5 separate regions of the Mus musculus genome follow, and all the other regions are linked to region 1. The links are chromatin contacts, called in public HiChIP or PLAC-seq maps. All regions are on one chromosome and are shown on one strand. Each heading gives the region's core, a stretch centred on a gene start, on an enhancer-like site or on the middle of the called end of the contact. The rest is flanking DNA. Distances are from core to core; before and after follow the strand shown. Region 1 overlaps Dnah14 (dynein, axonemal, heavy chain 14). Region 2 has its middle 7.8 kb from the start of Gm39719. Region 3 overlaps Cnih3 (cornichon family AMPA receptor auxiliary protein 3). Region 4 holds the start of Srp9 (signal recognition particle 9). Region 5 has its middle 35 kb from the start of Wdr26.

The links. HiChIP or PLAC-seq counts read pairs in DNA pulled down with a chosen protein or histone mark.
Region 2: a FOXA1 HiChIP or PLAC-seq map of pancreatic cancer cells shows a contact between it and region 1. The contact joins two enhancer-like sites. A contact is called at or near these places in 1 of 39 promoter capture datasets (hippocampal neurons) and 2 of 115 datasets of contacts at active chromatin or transcription factors (embryonic stem cells and pancreatic cancer cells).
Region 3: an HNF4G HiChIP or PLAC-seq map of pancreatic cancer cells shows a contact between it and region 1. The contact joins two enhancer-like sites. A contact is called at or near these places in 2 of 39 promoter capture datasets (cranial neural crest and stem cell-derived epiblast-like cells) and 1 of 115 datasets of contacts at active chromatin or transcription factors (pancreatic cancer cells).
Region 4: an H3K27ac HiChIP or PLAC-seq map of embryonic stem cells shows a contact between it and region 1, with 4 times the contacts expected there. The contact joins the promoter of Srp9 here to the enhancer-like site in region 1. A contact is called at or near these places in 2 of 39 promoter capture datasets (liver and trophoblast stem cells), 14 of 484 Hi-C or Micro-C datasets (the CH12 cell line, the G1E-ER4 cell line, Sertoli cells and 6 more), 6 of 115 datasets of contacts at active chromatin or transcription factors (the SCID.adh cell line, embryonic stem cells, fetal liver and 2 more) and 3 of 9 other capture datasets (adipose tissue, embryonic stem cells and pancreatic islet).
Region 5: a FOXA1 HiChIP or PLAC-seq map of pancreatic cancer cells shows a contact between it and region 1. The contact joins two enhancer-like sites. A contact is called at or near these places in 1 of 39 promoter capture datasets (the 3T3-L1 cell line), 3 of 115 datasets of contacts at active chromatin or transcription factors (astrocytes, embryonic stem cells and pancreatic cancer cells) and 1 of 9 other capture datasets (embryonic stem cells).

The regions. Positions count from the first base shown.
Region 1 is chr1:181,741,327-181,744,026 of GRCm38.p6, reverse strand. It overlaps Dnah14 (dynein, axonemal, heavy chain 14), which reads right to left. Exons shown (of 87, transcript NM_001377039.1): 59 at 2,694-2,700. Among named protein-coding and RNA genes, the nearest start is that of Lbr, 100 kb to the left of the region's middle. Within about 2 kb of position 1,381, at least 21 of the 459 cell types and tissues checked have an H3K27ac peak or open chromatin away from gene starts, as enhancers often do. A contact at or near this core is called in embryonic stem cells, pancreatic cancer cells and trophoblast stem cells, where this site is marked.
Region 2 is chr1:182,087,143-182,089,842 of GRCm38.p6, reverse strand. No RefSeq gene overlaps it. Among named protein-coding and RNA genes, the nearest start is that of Gm39719, 7.8 kb to the left of the region's middle. Within about 2 kb of position 1,407, at least 139 of the 459 cell types and tissues checked have an H3K27ac peak or open chromatin away from gene starts, as enhancers often do. A contact at or near this core is called in pancreatic cancer cells, where this site is marked.
Region 3 is chr1:181,393,965-181,396,664 of GRCm38.p6, reverse strand. The region is part of intron 1 of Cnih3 (cornichon family AMPA receptor auxiliary protein 3); the gene reads right to left. Among named protein-coding and RNA genes, the nearest start is that of Cnih3, 43 kb to the right of the region's middle. Within about 2 kb of position 1,259, at least 91 of the 459 cell types and tissues checked have an H3K27ac peak or open chromatin away from gene starts, as enhancers often do. A contact at or near this core is called in pancreatic cancer cells, where this site is marked.
Region 4 is chr1:182,123,469-182,126,168 of GRCm38.p6, reverse strand. It overlaps Srp9 (signal recognition particle 9), which reads right to left and starts at 1,432. Exons shown (of 3, transcript NM_012058.3): 1 at 1,194-1,432. The coding sequence starts at 1,265. Gm33725 (a long non-coding RNA gene) reads left to right here and starts at 1,403. Exons shown (of 3, transcript XR_373761.4): 1 at 1,403-1,736.
Region 5 is chr1:181,245,669-181,248,368 of GRCm38.p6, reverse strand. No RefSeq gene overlaps it. Among named protein-coding and RNA genes, the nearest start is that of Wdr26, 35 kb to the right of the region's middle. Within about 2 kb of position 1,363, at least 184 of the 459 cell types and tissues checked have an H3K27ac peak or open chromatin away from gene starts, as enhancers often do. A contact at or near this core is called in pancreatic cancer cells, where this site is marked.

The sequences.
Region 1 (2,700 bases), core at 132-2,631:
AAACATCCTGGAAGGTAGATACCTCCACTGGAGCAAGAGGAAACATCCTGGAAGGTAGACACCTCCCCTGGAGCAAGAGGAAACATCCTGGAAGGTAGACACCTCCCCTGGAGCAAGAGGAAACATCCTGGAAAGTAGACAACTCCACTGGAGCAAGAGGAAACATCCTGAAAGGTAGACACCTCCACTGGAGCAAGAGGAAACATCCTGGAAGGTAGACACCTCCACTGGAGCAAGAGGAAACACACTGGAAGGTAGACACCTCCACTGGAGCAAGAGGAAACACCCTGGAAGGTAGACACCTCCACTGGAGCAAGAGGAAACACCCTGGAAGGTAGACACCTCCACTGGAGCAAGAGGAAACATCCTGGAAGGTAGACACCTCCACTGGAGCAAGAGGAAACACCCTGGAAGGTAGATACCTCCACTGGAGCAAGAGGAAACACCCTGGAAGGTAGACACCTCCACTGGAGCAAGAGGAAACACCCTGGAAGGTAGATACCTCCACTGGAGCAAGAGGAAACACCCTGGAAGGTAGACACCTCCACTGGAGCAAGAGGAAACACCCTGGAAGGTAGACACCTCCACTGGAGCAAGAGGAAACACCCTGGAAGGTAGACACCTCCACTGGAGCAAGAGGAAACACCCTGGAAGGTAGACACCTCCACTGGAGCAAGAGGAAACACCCTGGAAGGTAGACACCTCCACTGGAGCAAGAGGAAACACCCTGGAAGGTAGACACCTCCACTGGAGCAAGAGGAAACACCCTGGAAGGTAGACACCTCCACTGGAGCAAGAGGAAACACCCTGGAAGGTAGACACCTCCACTGGAGCAAGAGGAAACACCCTGGAAGGTAGACACCTCCACTGGAGCAAGAGGAAACACCCTGGAAGGTAGACACCTCCACTGGAGCAAGAGGAAACATCCTGGAAGGTAGACACCTCCACTGGAGCAAGAGGAAACATCCTGGAAGGTAGACACCTCCACTGGAGCAAGAGGAAACACCCTGGAAGGTAGACACCTCCACTGGAGCAAGAGGGCAAGATTCACTTCTGAACTTACTGTGGCTTCTTTAGCCTGTGTTCCAACTATCCCAACCGCTCTGCACTGAACTGGCAGTCTTTCAGCCCACCTGATGTCGCAGACAAAAGTCAATGAAATCTGACACTGACCCCAGGTTAGGAGAGGGTGATCAAGGCTACACTAAATTATCAGGTAAATGCCAGGCTGGGATGTATTCATCATACAAGACTACTCATAATTCCTGCTGCCCAGCTGGGGCAGAGTTGTATAACTGCCAGGATGTCTAGACACACCAGCTGAGTGATGGAGCTCTGCTCTGTACAGAGCGTCTGACTGTGGTTTAGCTTCTCAGTGGGAGTCCTCACTACAGCTACTCTCATTCAACATATTATAAGACAGCCTGAATGGAGTCTGTCCAAAGGTGCCTGACAAAGGGGCTTTTTTTATTTTAATGACTTGTTTGCTGGATGCACAACAGGCCTGCAATGGGCTATGGGCTCTTAGTAGGGTAACTGTCCTGTGGGGCCTGAAGCCCATCTAGGTGTGACTCATCTGCCCTGGTTCTGACTCTCAGCTGGAGCTCTGTTGTTCTGGCATGTGAGAATTCTGGATATTTGTGAGAAGTATTCCAAGGCTGATTCCTATCCATTTACTTTCTCTCCAGGGGGCTGTCACGAGACAGATTCTCGTTGTCTCCTGGGTTCTGGTTATGTATTCGGGGCAGTGGGAGGAAGTGAGTGGCAGACTGCTTGTCTAGCACACCTGAGTCCTTGGCACCATAAAAAAAGTTACAAAGGCAGAGGAAAGCATGTGAGAGCTGGAGGCTGGGAGAAGAACCATGAAAGGCTGTCTTCTGGACAGGACATAGCATGGTGCTCGGGTTCCACTGCAGCTATTTTCACCCGGGTGAGCCTGCGTCAACAAGATCCACTCAACATCCCAGCAAACAGGGCTATCTGGACTCAGAGCAAGAAAAAAAAGAAGAAAAGAGGCTAGGGAGGGACGTGAGAGTCTGTGGGAAGACGCAAGGAGAGAGGCTGGAGGCGAGGGAGGTGGAGTGCTGGGATGGGCATGGTCAAGATACATTGGAGATGTGTAAGACTATCAAAGAACAAGTCAGAGATAGTCCAACAACAAGAACCACAACAGCACCATCAGCAACGACGAAGATGGATCTAATCACGCCTGAGGCTTCCTGCTTTGTGTGTGTGTGTTGTGTGTGTGTGTATGTTTTTCTTCTATATATTCTCAGCCAGAGCTGTGACCCATAATGCTCTTTGAGGCAGTATGGCACATGTTCTTGGCCATCTGTGCTGCAGGCATCTGGCCACTTGTTTTTTGGTATTAGCCCCAAAGCCACAGGGAATGGCACCTCCAGCCATCGCCTTGCTTCCACTGTCTACATCGGTGAGAAACAATCTAACAAGAACTGATTTTTCCATGTTAGATCCCTCAGTCTCTCCATGGTGGGGTGGCCTCCAGATGCATGCAGGGGAGGTGCGGACTGTCTCCTTATGATCCGCTGTAGTTGCTGGCCCCGAGGCTCCCACAGGAAAGGTAGATTTGAATTCATTATTTTGTATTTGTGTCTATCTTTTATAGATGGCATTTTATAGACACAGAAGCACTGATGTAAAAACACACATTTCTGTTTTAGTCAAAGCCTTACCTCTTTG
Region 2 (2,700 bases), core at 158-2,657, 350 kb before region 1:
AAAGGCAGAAGGAGCTGGCTCAAGAACACGTGGCCAAATAGCAAAAGTTAGAAATCACAGCCCTTAAGTTCCATGCAGATCGTCTCACCAGCCTGCTCTCCCCGAGGGCCTGCAAGGGCCTCTCCTGCTTACAGATAAGTCACCGAACAGTCACCAGGGAAGTGCAGACCCTTATGCTAGGCAACATGACCTTGTTTCCTCCAGCTTAGGACCACGGGTGGACTGAAACTGTTCAACCGAATCTTGAAAGATCCTGGTGCCAGCCAGTCCTCAAGGAGGCTGTTTAGACTTTTTCCAGGATCTGTGTCACAATGCAGAGCTCTGGACAGGGGACTTGGGGTGTGTAGGGAAACAGCGAACTGGCCTTGTGTATCCTCCGTATTCAAACTGTGGCAGAGTATATGACCCCATGGATTTGAGGGAGGAGGAGGAGGTCGGGACTTAAACTGGAAACAAAGCCCTGGTCTAGGCAGTCACTGTGCCTCATCTACGCGTGACACAGTTGTTCCGGACCTTTCCGCACAGTAGCTCTTGGCAAAGACTCCAGGAGGAGTGGTTCTGAGCATTGTTCCATCTTCATAGGACCTAGGACGTAGGTACAGATAGCCCAGCTCCAAAGTCTAAGACAGAAGCTTCACCAGGCTTCCCCTGGGCTCCCTCTTGGGACAGTGTGGAATGTGTTGAGTTTTTCCAGATGATCCCAGGCCCAGGCTCTTCACGGAGGAGGCCTGGCCAGCTTCCAGATAATTATAGCTCAGTGCCCGAGCCAGGGCCCTGCTGCCCAAGACCTGGGGACCAAGGCCTTTGATCACAGCAGCGTGACAATCTGTCCTGTTACCGAGAGAAGCATTCTTGTCACGTGACCCTCCGAGATGGGCCAGTTTGTAGAGAGCAGTGTTTAGTGACTGGCTCTCGCACTGCACAGAGAACATGGTGAACCGGGTAGGCTTGATTGCAGAGGGAAACTAAGAAGACAGGTTGTGGCCTCTCAGTTGGTGAAACAGACACCTGAAATAACCCCAGCCCTCAGGCCTGACCCCATAGCTTCCTTGTCCCAGGAAGGAGCTTTATCCGATTCTTGAGAGCACAGCTCAGTTCTCTTCATTATGGCCCCTCTGTGTCCTGAAGCTAGGCCTTTTCTCTCTCCTTTTGAGATATACCCAAGGAGGGGGGTCAGTTATCTGGAATAACTCAAATGTCCCAGTCTGAAGACCACCTGTGGGTCTGGCTCTCCTGGGGTGTTCAGGAAAGGAAGCTAGCTGATCTGGTGCCTTCTGGGATTTGCATGCAGGCATCTGTTACATGTTCTTTAGCTGCTGGGCAAAAACCTCTGTGTAGACACAACCATCTACTAAGTCAGCTTTCAGGACAGGCCTCAGCAAGCCAGCAGCTTGGTGGGAGGCGCCCTGAGTCAGCTCGGAAAGTAAAGCTGACACGCCACCTGACCTCAGAGGTGAGTGTGTCATGCTTTCTGTTCTTCTTATGGCCTTCTCCTGCCTACCGGGGGACTCAGATGAGAGGCTAGGAACCCCTAGAATAGAGCTGGTGGCCACTTAGACACCTTAATATTACACCCGGTGGCTTCCAAGCCCAAATGCTTGACTCTGCCGTTGGGACTCTGCCAGATCTTTTGTAACATTTGAACACAGTCATCGAAAGCACCAGATGACAGAATTTCCCTCAGAGATTGGGAAATTATGATCGGGATGATGGCATATTTCTGGAACCCAGGATGGATGGCTTCCCAGAGGCCAAGAGAAAGAAGGAGGTCAAACTCCCAGATTCCCATCCCTGCTCTCTGGAAGCAGCTCAACCCTTTGTTGTTTTATATACTGAGGCCGGGGATAGAGTTCATTTAAAGGAGAACTCCGCTGCCTCTTATCCTCCCCGCTTCCTGTTATACAGCTTTTTAAAAGAGGAAACACCAAGCCAGGCAGTGGTGGCCTTTAATCCCAGCACCCAGGAGGCAGAGGCAGGCGGATCTCTTGAGTTCAAGGACAGCCTGGTCTACAGAGCAAGTTGCCGGACAGCCAGGGCTACACAGAGAAACCCTGTCTCGAAAAAAAAGGAGGAAAAGGAGGAGGAAGAGGAGGAGGAAGAGAAGGAGGAGAGGAGGAAGAGGAGGGGGAGGAGGAAGAGGAGGAGGAGGAACAGCAAGAGGAAGTAGTGTATTGTTGTGTTGTTTGGTCCTGGGGATGGGACCCAGGGTGTCAGACATGCCAGGCAAGTGCTGTATCACTGAGCTACATTCCCCAACACTAAGAAGTCAAGCATGAGGAAACACTCTGGAAGTCCTTCAGATCTCAGTTGGGCCTCTCTGAATGAGTCTGCACCCGGCAGCTCAGTCTGACTGACCCTGAAAGAAGATTCGTGCTCACATGATCTTCCCCGGCCCTTGTCTTTGTGACAAAGAGAGATCACTATTTGGAATATTAATCCAAAATAATAACCACATATGGGGATCTAACATAGTTCACAGTTAAAATCACATGAAATTAAGGCATAGATTGTCTTCCAACATAGGAGTCATCTTTCTTCCACCAGCCCTGGGTCAAGCCCGAGAAGGAATGGGGGAGACCAGTTCACTTGCTCCGCTCATCTGTGGACAAGTGACCCTCTGGCTACAGATAGACCAAAAGGAGTATCTCAACCTGTTTAGATGGTGGCCTCTTTTAAAGTGAAACGTGAGGCCAGAGCTCC
Region 3 (2,700 bases), core at 10-2,509, 350 kb after region 1:
TTGGAAGGCAAGCAGGCTACGGAAGCGTTTTGATTGGCTGGGATACAGAGCGCCCAACCAATGAGTGCAGCTTGAGTACTACCTAAGTCTCTTCCCTTGCTGATTCTAAGCTGCTCAGGAAAATGTCTCATGTGCTCCTGGGAAGGATGGAGCACTGGTTCTAGACTCAGACAGTTGTTTTGGGGCTCTATGAAGTACCAAGCATTTATCCCAGTCCTTGCTCAGCCATCGAGGACCATGAAGCATAATCAAAAAGTAGCTATCACTCATAACGTTGTCACTGGATAGTCTGTGCTCTGTAATGCCCAGAGCCAGCCAGCAAAGGGTCAGATCTGGAGTCCAGCACTCACCCTCTTCCTTAGTTGTCTTCGGCCTTTGCTAATGAGATTCACTTTCCCTTATGAGACGGAATAAAGAACACTTCATAGTACACCCATCAATACCAACATGGGCCGTGACCCAGCAGGCTTGGCACCAGCCCTCTGTCATCTAAGGATACCCAAACAATGTGCCCAGGAGCTAATGAGACCAAGGAAAGCACTTTAAAGCCAACACAGAGATCTCAGTCATGTCCTGACTCCACCAGTCTCATCTAGTGGGGCCCTTTGGAGAAGCAGGGTCAGCAGATGCATCTCCCCGACAGCACACACAGGACAGCTTGTTACTGTCACAGGGCAGCGGCTGCTCTTATCTTGAGCAGGGATCCCTGTGCTATGGCCTGCCAACAAGATGGGACCAGGCCAATTCCATAGCAGAGTCTAAAGGGGCAGAGCCACTTAGACTAGGCAGAGTGGGCCAATGATTAGGGATAAAATGGAACCCACCCTTCTGTCTGCTGCTCCTGTATATCTGACCCCCGACCACCAATACACCACATTCAGTCCCATGATCCTCTGATCTCTTTATACTGCCATAATAATATACATCTTAAATGTCCCCAAAGGCCTATATGTTAAAGGCTTTGTCACCAGCCTGTGGTGCTATGTGGTAGAAGCTTGAGGAGGTGTGGCCTAGTGGGAGGAAGTTACATCATTAGGAGGTGTGGCCTCGTGGGAGGAAGTTACGTCATTAGGACATGGCCTTGAAGGGCATATTGGTGGGATTTCAGCCCTTCATATTCCATCATCCCCCCACCACCTGCCCTATCTCTCTTCTTTCTCTCTTTTCCTCTAGGCAAGCAGCTGTGCTCCAGCACAGCCTCCCCACAATGACCTCATCGCAGGTCCCAAAACAGGAGAGGAACTGACCGATAACTAAAACTTACAAACTGTGAGTCAGAAGTTCCCCTCCTTTAAGCCAATCACGCCAGACACTTGAGCACAGCTAAAGAAGGCTGACTCAGCCACAATCACTGTGGTCCCTCATCTACCATTCTCTCAGACACCTCCCATATGCCCCTCATGTTACAAGCAGAGCTACCCCTAGTCCCTGTATCTTCCATCTTTATAGGTACCTACCTACCCATCACTAGCTCCCTGACCTTGAATGTACCTTTTACCTCCCCAGACTGTGACCTTTTTGTTTATAAAATAAGAAGACTAATGTTCCTGCCTCAGCGGGCTGCAGGGAGTGTGGAGAAGAGGCCTAGCCCACAGTACAGAGTACAGAAATGAGAATTCTGCTAGATTTGAGCACGGACTCCCTCTGTGTCCACACTGAGGGGCAACTCCACAGGGAGCTCGGGCTCTGTGTGAGTCACAGGGACCCTGCTGGGATTCAATATCTGTCTCACTGATTTGTGTGACTGCAGGCAAGTTTTATTAACCTTTCCAAACCTCAGTTACCTCAAATAATAAAAAAAAAGAACAATAATACCTCCATCACTTCAAATATAAAGAAAGGACAATTATAGTTCCTATCTCAGAGCCACTGCAAGGAGCAAAAGAAATGATGGGGACTAGAGAGATGGCCAGCTCAGAAATGTGCTCGCCATACTGAAGGGCTTTCCATGTGAGCGTGAGGACCACTTAAAATGTGTCCATGTGTACCCGTGACCACTCACACATGCACACATATACACATGAAAACATACAGAGATGGCTGGAAGGGGAGGGAAAGAGGAGGAGAGGGAGAGAAAAGAAGAGGAGGAAGAGAAGAGGGGAGAGAGAGAAGAGGAGGAGAGGGAGGAAGAAGGAAAAAGGAAGGAAAGAAGAAGAAGAAAAAGGAGAAGAAGGAACATATATAAAGCAAAGAGACAAAGAGTCCCAGGGCCAGTGCTCAGTAGGTAATGATGCCACTTTCTTAACTGGTTGCTGTCCCTGAGATATTTTTCCCATACTCCTGACTATGAGTCTTCATCCCTGGTCTAAGGCAAAGTCATCAGCTTGACAATCTAAGTCTAGTGAAAGCTGTCACTATGGAGAAGACACAGGTAACAACTGGAAAGAAAGCAGGTAGGTGAGAGAGACTGCAGGGTTCATTCACCCTGTCACAGCTGGGGACTACGATCAGCAGACAAACCAGCAAGGGAGACCTCGGCTGCCCTGTCCCTGGACCGACATGGAGAACATAACCTGAACACAGAACACGCTGGCATCTTCAACCCCTGTCTGGGCCAGACTAGCAGATGCAGCTAGTTCTGGGGCTGTGTGCTGTGCCTCTGATAGCTGTTCAGTCACCAGCAGACAAAGATAGCTCAGAGCCCTGCACGTCTAGGAGAGATGCCAAGGGAGCAGGACTCTGGCCCGTGTCCAGCCTGGC
Region 4 (2,700 bases), core at 183-2,682, 380 kb before region 1:
CAGGTAGACACAGATTTGGCTCCCAGCACCCACAAGGTGGCTCACACCCATGCCTAACTCCATTTCCCGGGGATTCAATGCCCTCTTCTGACCCCAGCAGGGCAGGCACCCCATGTGCACAAGCAAACACTGACATACGTAAGAATTAATGGACTGACCTTCTTAAAAGATGCTTCCTGTGGGCTTGGAGAGATGGCTTAGCTGCTAAAGGCTATGCTCACAACCAAAAGTAAAAGATGCTCCCTGTAAAATCCTGTAGTAAGTACTGCCACCGCAAGCTGCCAGTACCAATATATTTTTGATTTTTACTTACATGTGTGTGTCTGTGTGTGTACATGTTAGTGTGAGAGATGTGTGGTCAGAGGGCAAATTTAAGGAGTAGATTCCCTCTTTCCATCCTTAAGTGAGTTCTGCATGCTGAGTGTCTCTGCAGTCTCATTATGATACACACACACACACACAGAGTTCGTGTTATGCACTGAGCCCGGGTTCTTGAGATTGTTAGCTGCTCATCGGTTTTTTTGTTTTTGTTTTCTTTTTCCTTAACGTGTATATTCATAAAACATGCGTCTACCATACCTTCAACAATCCTTTAAGGAATGATGAAGCTGACCTTTGTGTCCCCCTCCCGGAACTTGTTCTGAACTGCTGAGATGGGACTGGGTAGTTTGCTTTGGGGAATGAAACCGCTTGCAAACATTTATGTCTAACGTGAGAGTGCAAACAGTCTCCATGTTTCAACTGGTCCAGGAAAAGACTAAAAATCCCCACTATCCAAAAAAAAAAAAAAAAAAGTAGAGCAGGTGCTTCCTAACTGGGACGTACAGTAGCACCATTTTATAAGCTGGTACTCTCGGGTCTGGGTAGGAAAGGAAAGGGGCACTAAACTAAGCGACGGACAGGAAAGCGACGGTGCAGGGGGAGGAGCCCACTCAGCGACACGTAAACCAACCAGATCCCGAGCGGAAGTTAGGAGCTCCCCCGGGTGCAGGCCGCTGTGGGGTCCGGCGCTGCGGAAACCGCCCTGCCTGTAGCTGCTGGGGTCGCCTCGCTGGGTCACTGGGTCTCCGGGTCAGTCGGAAGCAGACGAAGGGACAGTGGCACCGGGTGGGCCGACTGTTTCCTGGGCGTGCTCAGGCCGCGCCAAGGGTAGAGAAGCCCCGGGCCCCAGGGCGGTCCCTGCAGCGACTCACCTTCATGGGGTCCGCCAGGTAGAGCTTCTCGGCCGCCCGGCTGAACTCCTCCCAGGTCTGGAACTGAGGCATCGTGGCTTCAGGCAGCGAGGAACAAGGCCGCGAAGCGAGTCACGGCGCTGTCGCCCCGGCGGCCCGCCGCTCTCCCGCAACCGCCCACAGCGCTGCACTCCGGCGGCGCAAAGACGGAGGCTCACGAGCGCTCACGCCATTGGCCAGCCTCGGCCGCGCGCCTGTCCAATGGGCAGGAGGCGTGATGTCGGGGGGCGGGGCCTCCGCTCTGAGAGGTCGGGAGAGGAGAGGGCGGCTGCCACAGCGCCGCCTGCAGGGCTGGAGGGGATAGTGCCTGTGCTGCCTTTCCAAAGACTAAGGAGCTCTGTGACCTGGTACCCAAGTCACAGTCGTGGTGATGACAAGGCGCAGCTGTCACACTCAAAGCCTAATCAAGGAGTTGGGGAGACATAACGGACGCGCAACCAAAAACTTTCTGTGGTAGACTTTTGTATCGGGTCAGTGGAACAAAAAGGAGCAAGGCTCCCAGAGGTGAGACAAACTGAATAGGGAGTAGAGAAGGGCGAGACCTCTAGGCACATTTAAGATCTGCAGTGTACGTGTACTTAAGAGGAACAGTAGTGTTCAAGGGAATGGAGGAAGAGAAGAAGCACAGAGAGAAGGAAGCTACACTGTGGCATCTGCTAGGATACGAAATTTGAGTCTTTCCCTCAGGCAGAGTGTGACACAGGACAGCTTTTAAAAGAAATTTTATTGGGGTATATAGTTTATGTGTGCAGTAAACATCGGCTTTGAGAATATACGATCATGGATTCTGAAAAAAATACATATACACACACGTCACACAGCCACAGAGCATATACCTACTTGCCTAATGTCATAATCAATATATGGGGGTATTTTTCACCTCTAGAAATTTCTTCATGCCTCCTTGTAATTCATTTCCTCTGTCTTCACTCCTGGCCCCACGAATGTTTACTCTTACTAAAAATTACATCCCCCTGTCCATTGAGCTGCTTTTTCCCCCTTCCCTTCTCCATCTTGCTCTGCCCCTCCTCAATCCGGGCCCAAAGGTTTGTTGTTGTTGTTGCTGTTGTTGTTTTTATTTTTTGTTTCTCATTACAGATGGTTGTGAGCCACCATGTGGTTGCTGGGATTTGAACTCATTCATGACCTCTGGAAGAGCAGTCAGTGCTCTTAACCCTGAGCCCTCTCACCAGCCCCCATTGATCAGCTTTAAACAGTTTTGTTGGGTTTTTTGTTTTGTTTTGTCTTGTATTGTTTTGGGTTTTCAGTGCTAAGGATTGTGCATTCTAGACAAGGTCTCTGCCACTGAACTTAGCCACATTCTCCTCCCCATCTTGCCTTCCTCTTCCCTATCTTTTTCTTTTCTTTTTCTTTCTTTCTTCTTTGTTTGTTTGTTTGTTTGTTTGTTTTTCAAGACAGGGTTTTTCTGTGTATCCCTGGCTGTCCTGGAACTCTCTCTGTAGACCAG
Region 5 (2,700 bases), core at 114-2,613, 500 kb after region 1:
CTCATACTCACACGCGCATATACACACACACACGTTCTTGTCTTGGAAACCTGTTAGACATACTAGGTGGAGATAATGGCGCCAGTGTCTCTTCCTTTTCCAAGCTTGTATGAAACTCTCCAAGTTTGCCTCAGGTAAGGACTTGAGACTATGTCACACAATCCCTAGAGGCCAAATCCTGAACCCCAATTCCCTCTCAGTCCAAGCAGCATCCTTCCTGTGGCAGAGAAAGGGGTACCAGGATTAACCTTGAACTTTTATCTACTTAGATTTTTTTACTACAAGATCAATGGGCTATGGCTCTATGCTTAATTTTAACCTGACTTGCTTCTTTTCTGGACAGAGAAAAAAAATCCAATTGCTCGTGGAACATTATTGCCCTGTAGGTGTCAATCCAGGCGCTGCAGTCACAGCCATACAGCGAGAGCACAGAACAGAGTCGCACACCTATGTGGTCACACGTAGGAAAGGGCTCAGCATAAACATAGATGGTGGAAAGGAATTCTCCGCTGACCCTGCTGCCATGCTTGGGCCTGGGCAAGATGGTAGCTGCTTCTCTTTGGCCCGGTAGTCTTTGGGACTGTGCCTTAGCATCGTACCCTCTCCTGTCTCTCAGATGATGAGCATTTTCCCAAATGGGTTCATCGCATCCATGTCCTAGGGCACGTGTGGCCCTTTTGCCTGTATCAGTGAGTGTCTCATGCAGACTCGAGGCTGCTTGGGGGAAGGTCTTCTGGCCAGAGGCAGGTGGACATGGAGGAGGTTCTTCTGAAACTCATGGCTTCTGGTTTGGTTTCCTGCCCTCAAGGTCAACCCATTGTATTCTGTTGCTGGTCCCTGCTGCCTGTCTGGGAGGCTCCAACTAGCCTGGAGACCAGGGCAGCTCAGCAGCACCATGATGGTACCAATGGCAAGGGTGTCATGACACTAATGAGTCACTGCTGGGCCTAGTTCTCTGTGACTCAGACAGGAAGCCGGTAGCCAGTGAAACCAGAAGCTTCTGTGGACCTCTCTGGGTTGGAAACCCCTGGGTGTGTTTTAAGCTTCTATTTCTAGAAGCCAAAGGGGAAATCGGCATCAGAGAGACTGATTTACCCATATTCGGCTGTGTGGAGAGACAGGACTAGGAGAGAATGGTTGTGAGCCAGGGCTCTTGTTTCTTTTTTTTTTTTGGTCTTTTTCTTTGGCTCTTGTTTCTTAATCATACTACTAAAAAAATATCCTCTAAGAGTTTTCAGCTGGAGGAAAGCAACTGGAATCATGCAAATGAGACAGTTTGGAGTGCCATGGGAGGGGGTCCTAGGACAAGGGAGTGGGTGGAGCTGAGGGGCTGCTACAGCACAGGGCACAGAGAGAGCGGTGATGCACACAGCCCTGCCACTGTCGGCCCAAGGGGAGGCTGGAGCAGTTGGCACCGCTACAGCAGAGAAGGCAGGCCCTGAGTCAAAAGTTCAAACAAAGCAATTTGTAGTCCTTTATCTGATCACTTAAAGGAGAAGTCGCTATGCACACGTTTAAAAAGCTGTAAGAACTTGCTTTAAAATGTAAAATGATGAGCCTTCTGTTTCTTGAAATGTCTGAACAACTGGATCACATCTTGAGTGCTACTGAAGTTTTTAGGGCAAAAGCCTGAGCTCTGACGGTCCAGAAGAAATGACTTCTCCTGTCCCCAGAACACCAATGAAAAAGAGAAACAGTGAGAAAGAGCTGGGTTTGCTTAGTGGGGCCATGCTGGGGAGAGGACTAGATAAGGGGCCCAGTGACTGGTGGGGGGGGGGGGAACGGGGGAGGGACAGAGGAAGAATTACCACAGAGGCAAGTGGTCTGTACAAAGGAGCAGTCAGGGTGTGGGCTGGTTGGTCAAGTCCTGGTCAGGGTATGGGCTGGTTGGTTAGTGTCTCAGTCCTGTCCTACAAGGTGGCCTGAAGAAGTCCTCCCTTAAGGGGATCTTTCCAGGTTTTGCTATTCCTGGTGTCCAAGGTGACTGCAGGTTTCACACAGTGATTTTTCTCTGTGCCTTTCAGCCTTGAGGGCCACAGGATAGGTTGGACACTTCTGGAGGCCAGCAGGACAAGCAGATGCCAGCGCGAAGGAGAGATTCCAGGTTCCCTTCCCGCTTGCAGTAGCTTTGTGAGCTGAAGTGAGCAACCCATGCCTTTTTAGCAAAAACAGATTCTAAGCGCCGTTCTCTGAGGAGCAGCGGTGTGGGTTCTTGGCCTCTCTGCTGTGTACTACAAGCTCTCAGGGGAGAAGAGAGAAAGGTCGCTAAAGGAGCTGCCTGCGGCCCCCTCCCAGCCAGCCACATCTGGGGTGGTTTGATAAAATACCTGGGCTTATTACTTAACCAAAACAAGCTTGGGGCCAGGAATGGTGATGCACGCTTTTATCCAAAGCATTCAAAGAGGCAGAGGCAGGTGGATGTCTGTGAGCTGGAAGCCAGCCTGGTTTACACAGCAAGTTCCAGGCCAGTTAGGGCTATGTACTGAGACCTTGTCTCAAACAAAATAAAACAAAACAACCACAAGGAACAGAAACAAACAAACAAAAAAACCCAGTTATTTGCTTCAAGTACCCCTCCCATCTGTCATTCCCGGGCCATCAGAGCTAACTTCCTAACACAAATTCAGGCAGGCTACTTTTTTTTTTTTTTTTAAGTATTTAAGCAGGGCTTCCTGTTGCTGCATGAAGTTCAATATTTTG